Linked DNA regions of Mus musculus: region 1 is linked to region 2. Evidence: chromatin contacts called from public Hi-C data. All regions are on one chromosome and are shown on one strand. Each heading gives the region's core, a stretch centred on a gene start, on an enhancer-like site or on the middle of the called end of the contact. The rest is flanking DNA. Distances are from core to core; before and after follow the strand shown. Region 1 has its middle 12 kb from the start of Mir7004. Region 2 overlaps Nfatc2 (nuclear factor of activated T cells, cytoplasmic, calcineurin dependent 2).

The links. A called contact is a pair of places that touch in the nucleus more often than the background predicts.
Region 1: a contact with region 2 is called in a Hi-C map of embryonic fibroblasts, with 2.2 times the contacts expected there. The contact joins two enhancer-like sites. A contact is called at or near these places in 1 of 39 promoter capture datasets (embryonic stem cells), 17 of 484 Hi-C or Micro-C datasets (the C3H10T1/2 cell line, DN3 thymocytes, the F1.1 cell line and 10 more) and 7 of 115 datasets of contacts at active chromatin or transcription factors (CD8 T cells, double positive thymocytes, embryonic fibroblasts and 3 more).

The regions. Positions count from the first base shown.
Region 1 is chr2:168,627,661-168,630,445 of GRCm38.p6, reverse strand. No RefSeq gene overlaps it. Among named protein-coding and RNA genes, the nearest start is that of Mir7004, 12 kb to the left of the region's middle. Within about 2 kb of position 1,460, at least 43 of the 459 cell types and tissues checked have an H3K27ac peak or open chromatin away from gene starts, as enhancers often do. A contact at or near this core is called in CD8 T cells, embryonic fibroblasts and muscle stem cells, where this site is marked.
Region 2 is chr2:168,489,925-168,492,894 of GRCm38.p6, reverse strand. The region is part of intron 9 of Nfatc2 (nuclear factor of activated T cells, cytoplasmic, calcineurin dependent 2); the gene reads left to right. Among named protein-coding and RNA genes, the nearest start is that of Gm33413, 52 kb to the right of the region's middle. Within about 2 kb of position 1,419, at least 68 of the 459 cell types and tissues checked have an H3K27ac peak or open chromatin away from gene starts, as enhancers often do. A contact at or near this core is called in CD8 T cells, embryonic fibroblasts and muscle stem cells, where this site is marked.

The sequences.
Region 1 (2,785 bases), core at 211-2,710, 140 kb before region 2:
TCTTGGTTCTGTGGTGACACCTGTGATTGGCTTAGTTTCTGGGCGATCCCTCTCTTTGTTTACCAGCGTGGTCTGTTACTGCTGGCCAATAAAGCTGTGTTCTCTCTGCCTTTGGGGGTCCCTTTAATGTATGATGGGTGGTGAAACACAAGGGAGGTCCGACCATGCTTCTGTTGTGTGCCTCTCTCAGGGCAAAACAAGCATGAATAACTTCCCAGTTAAAGGTTGTTTGGGGTGCTAGGGACACAGCTGCTGTGAAAGTTTGAGGACCTGAGTTCAGATCCCAGGAGCCCACGTAAAAGCCAGATAGTTGTACACATCCATAGATCCATAGCCGAGCTGGGGATGGGGTGGGGGCGGGGAGGGAGGGAGGGGGAGACACACACACACACACACACACACACACACAGAGAGAGAGAGAGAGAGAGAGAGAGAGAGAGAGAGAGAGAGAGAGATCACTGGGACTCACTGGCCATCCAGTCTGAATCAGCTCCAGGTTCAGTGAGAGACCTTGTCTCAAAAATAAAGTGAAAACAGGGAGGGAGGCCGTCGACATGAGCTCCTGGCCTGCACCCACAGGTGTGCACACAGGTGCACACACAGGTGCACACATACACACGCACCTGCACATGCTCAAATGCTTCCTTGCTTTATTTATTTATTTGCTTATTTAGGACAGGGTTTCTCTTTATAGCCCTGGCTGGCCTTGAACTCACAGAAACCCATCCTCTTCTGCCTCCCTGGTGCTAGGATCAAAGGCATGTGCCACCATGCTCCGTGCACATCCATTCTTACCCTACACCATGATTCACTGTGTGACATGTCAGATTTCAAACCTGATGGATAAAAATGAAAAAAAAGCCCGAAGCGTCACGTTTGAACAGGCGACACGAAAGGTTTTCTGTTTCTCTTTGTTTTCAGTCAGAGGATGGAAGCATCAGGAACACACTTCTGTCTTTGTACACGGGAGGTTTAAAAACAAAGAATTTGGTATCTCCTTAGCGTATCGAGCCTTAAGTCAGAGGAGACTGTGTCCCTGGGAGATGTGTGACATTGTCAGAAGCTATCTTCCAGTGACTCAGTAGTTTCTGGCTCCCAGTGGGCAGAGGTCTGGGTGCACAGGGAACCCCATACTAAGATGTGACCACCAATGACAAAGAACTTGCACAGCCTAATGAGCCCATGCCCGTTTGCCACCTGTATAACCCTGTAAAATGGCCTGTGTGTGGAAGCACGTTCTAATATCCAGCTGGCCAGTCTAGTCAGCAGTGTGGTCCCAGGAAGGACTTTCTTCATCGTGTGTCAGATAAAAAATGGTGACTTAGCTGTTGGCACCAGCAGCAATGCCCTGGGCAAAGTGGTCCCATGCACCTCAGGTGGGAAGTTCAGGGCCCCCTTGCCAGGAGATATATTGTCCTGGCCGCCCCTGCACATCTCAGCCACCAGGGGGCACACGAGGACTGAAAGTCATGGGTGCCCTGCTTAGAGCTGCCCAAGTTTCCTTCAGGCCTCCAGAGTTTATTTCGTGGCCCAAGGCAGTGTTAAAGACAGACATTTCTTTTCGTGTTGATATATAGACTATTTTGCTGTGCTTAATAATGTTTTAAAAAAATCCATGGCCGGGAAGCAGAGGGGAGGGTACGGGCGATGAATATTAATTTGGTATTAACTATTTGCATTTTTGAGCCACCGGCATCTGGCAGCCATGCCAACTCCCTGTTGGGGTGATTTGGTTTAGAGACACAATGTTCCGATACCCTGAGCACTTCAGCTGTTTTTGTTATGAAACTTTGCAGGGTGACAGGCGGCCTGGTGGTGTTTGTGAGGTGACCTGGGAGTGATGGATTGGTTCACCTCAAAATAGAACTGTCGGGCTCCAGGCTTTCCAGAAGTCGGAATACAGTAACAGGATTCATTCAGGCCTTGCTAATTTCCGACTTTAAATGGGTTACATAACCTAGCGGGCCCCGCCTTCGTGCCTCTCCAAACTACCCTAGAAGCCATGGGGAATCTATCATTAAAAGACAGAAATAACCCTGTTGGGCTCTGGGAAAAAGTTGAGTTGGTTATTTTTCCCCCCTTCCCTGATACCTCCTCTTACTTCCCCGCCTTTTTTTTTTTTTTCACCCAAACATTGCATAATTTTTTTTTTTCCAAATCTTTCCATGGGATTTGGTTTCATCCCCATGTGGCTGCGGTTGGAGGGGCAGCTTCAGCACTTTGGGGGGCTGGTGAATTTTTGGAGGATCACGAAGTACCAGATCGGGTTTCCTCCAAAGCCCAGCGCTGGGGTTTCTCCCCGCCCTGCCCCCCTCTTTTATGAGTGACCTGTTCCATACATCTTTACCGACTGTTGCCTGCTGGCCTGGATGCCAGGGCAGAGCTCCACCCTCTCTTACACGGTGAGGTTTGAGTCTGAAACAGACTCCCCTAGAAGCCAGGGTAACTGAGTCACCATGAAGTCACCCACGACCTGGGCTTGGGCACAAGCCAGGTCCCTTTCTTTGCGTGTGGCTATGGGCTCTGTCTGTCCATATGGAGAACTTGACGTTCTGAGTTCAGAGGAGAATGAAGAGAGAGAGATTAGATTGTCTCTGTTGGGCCATCAACCTGGGGGGTCTTTCCTTTGAGAAAGACTGGGAAGTCCAGCATAAAGAAAGTGGAGGAGGGGCGGAGGGTGGATAGATTATGCTGAAGTTTGGGTACTATTTTTTTCTACCCTGTGGAGACAGAGTACCTACTGTGTGTGAGGAAACACTAATCCTGTTCTTGGAGGAATGACACC
Region 2 (2,970 bases), core at 170-2,669:
GTGTCAGCTGACAGGGACTATTTATGGGCTGTGAGACATGGAGCATCATGGGATCTGTGGCGACTTGTTAGACCACTTGTGGGTTCTGGAACCAGCTGACTATCTTGTGTCTTCTGTGTCCCTCCAGCAAGGCAGCTCTTGGGGCTCCAGAACTACAGGGAGTATTAGGTCAACCTGAGATCATGAACTCTTTAGGAAGGCTGTGTTGCTAGCCATGTGCCCCGGGTCTTGCTCTGAGACATCCAAAGCCAGGTGTCTGTGCATACCGGTTCCTGCTAATATGTTTCAGATGGCACAAGGTAGGATGACAAGTATCCAAGGATGAGGCCTGTATGCCATGGTTCTCTAGATACGCCAAAGGTATCCAGACTGGTCAGCTACTCATCTCCAGGGTGGCATCTCCTATGCATCCCTTAGACACAGCCCTGCTCCTCCTCCTACTCAGGCCCCTTGACAGAGTTCTAGCTAGTTGAAAACATTGCCCAGTGGAGGTGTCAGGTTGGCATGGGTCAGAGATGAGGATGCTGGGATCAGGCCCCACAACACTGTCCTGTGTAGCTTGCATCTTACAATCTGAACCTATCTCTCTCTCTCTCTCTCTCTCTCTCTCTCTCTCTCTCTCTCTCTCTCTCTCTGGGGTGTTGCAGAGGGTAGGCGGTTCCTTCACCACCTTGGGGCTTGGTGCAAACTGCTCTGCCCACCCCCACCCAGCAGCCCTTGCCTGGCTGCCTGGCATCTCTGCCTCTTACTTGAAATCAGAGGCCCAGAGCTGCTACGTTTACTCATCCTGAGAATCGGGGACAGTTTGGAATGAGGCATTTTTCTCAGAAGCCCCGAGGCCTTGCAAGTAAGTTGTCTGGGTGCTGGCTGCTGCTGGGGCTAGCTTCCCGAGGCCTGTGTTTTGCGGCTCTGGGTGACTCAGAATTCTAGTCCGCACGTGGTCAGCCTGAGGCAGCTGGTACTCTGTGAGAGCAGGGAAGACCTGTGGGGACAGGATGTGATTTGTACTTTGGATCCTCCCACTCTGAAGATACAGTTACTCCCAAGGGGAAGGTCCTTAGAAGCAGGAAGAGGGCCATGTGGATGTAGGATGGATGTAGGCCAAAAGTCAGCCGTCTTCTGTAGTGGTTCCCATATTACAGATAAGGACACTGAGGCTTGAAGCTGTGAAAACAGGCTTTTTTTGCCTCAATGCCTGTGACATCATCTTGGCTGTGTCTTAGCCATCACCAATGCCCTCCAAAGCTGGAAGTTAGGAATGCCTGTTGTTACCTTTACAGAGGTGGCCCAGAGAACAGTCCCATGAAAGGACGTGGCAGATTTGGAGCCCAGCAGACTGGCTATGAACAGGGTCTTCCTATGATGCTTGTCCTGAGTCTCTTCCCTCTGTATGTGGCCCCGTACTGAGCAGTTGACATCTGCCCTCCCTGAGTCGGATGGATAGCTGCTGAGTAAGGCCGCTAGCTGGAGAAAGCTGGAGGCCGGTGAGGATGCCAGGGGCTGAGAAAGATGGGTAAGGATGCAAAGAAGCAAGGCAGAGCTGACGGCAGCATCTGCTCTTTGGGTAAAACCTGCTATAGGCTAGCCCTGTGGTCCTGGGTAGGCTGGATAAAGTCTGCCACAGGCTAGCCCTGTGGTCCTGGGCAGGCAGTCCCTTAACCTTGAAGCCTGCCAGTGAGTGTGGCTCGGGACATCGTGGAGGAATTACTTTGGTAAAACGAGCCTCTTGAGATGGCAGCAGTCACTCAGGTTGTGTGACGAGATCTCATAAGCATCTCTCCCCTCAGAGTTCTGGGGCTAAATGCCTAAGATCAGAGTCGTGTGGACAGGGACCCCATCTTTAAATGCCACCAAACAAGGGTTAACAGCTCACAATACAGATCTGAGGGTCAGAGTGAGTTTGTAGTAAGTTCTCAGGAGGAGAGTTGGACTGAGAGGATGAACCAGGGTGAAGGCTGTGTCTGAGTCAAAGACACACACAGCCTCTGAGGCAGAAGTACCAGGACTGGGCCGATGGCTGTCACTAGAGAAGAGTTAAGATAGGGTCTAGGCCTTGTGTGAAATCCTGTGGGGCTTCTTTCCAGGCAGGTAAAAAGGATCTGGAATGTAGGAGGGAGGCGCCAGTGCCTGGAGTAGCCTGTGGTAAAGGGAAGACTTTAAATGCCCAGAATACAGAACAGATGTGGTGGTGGGAAGCATAGCATAGCGCAGGGGTCTGTGCAGAGGAAGTGGGTTTACCTTGACATTGGAAGTAGTAACTAAGACTACCGTGTGTGTGTGTGTGTGTGTGTGTGTGTGTGTGTGTGTGTGTGTGTGTGTGTGTGTGTGTAGGGAACTCAGCTATGAGCCAATGGTGGCACTTGTAGCAGGACATAGAAGTATCTAGAAGGTGAACTTATGGGAGGGTCAGAAACTACTCAGTCACTTGGCATATGATAGTAAGCTCTCTTGAAGCTGGTTCAGGAGTTGGGGCTCTCATTCACAGAGGTAGGACCCTGTGTGATCTGTGATGTGAGGTCAGGGGCTTAGGGAGAGGGAGGGGCTTTTTTCCTGCCTCTGTTCCCACCTGCTACTCCTCCGGCCTCAATTCCACCCCATGCGCTCATGCAATCTCAGAAGTCGAGACACAGTCCTTGACTAAGCCTTTCCACCCCAGCAAGAATCATGGCTTCCCAGTTAGCTATGTCTTCATCTTGTTTGTGGTCGCAGCCACGCTGTGGGTTTGGATGGCTGTTTCCTGAACTCTGGCTCACGGCACCCTGCACCTTACAACGGACCCCAATGTCAAAGCAGTGAAGATATGGCAGTCCTTGCTTCACAGTCCGTCTTCTTGAAGAGTCTGGGGTGGGCCACGGCGAGCCGGTGGGAGGCAGGAGGAGCTAACACGATGCTCTCTGTTCAGCAGCCGTATGCTATGCTTGCTGCAGAAGCTCCTGTGTGGTCACTTGATTGACAGGAGGGGGTTCAAAC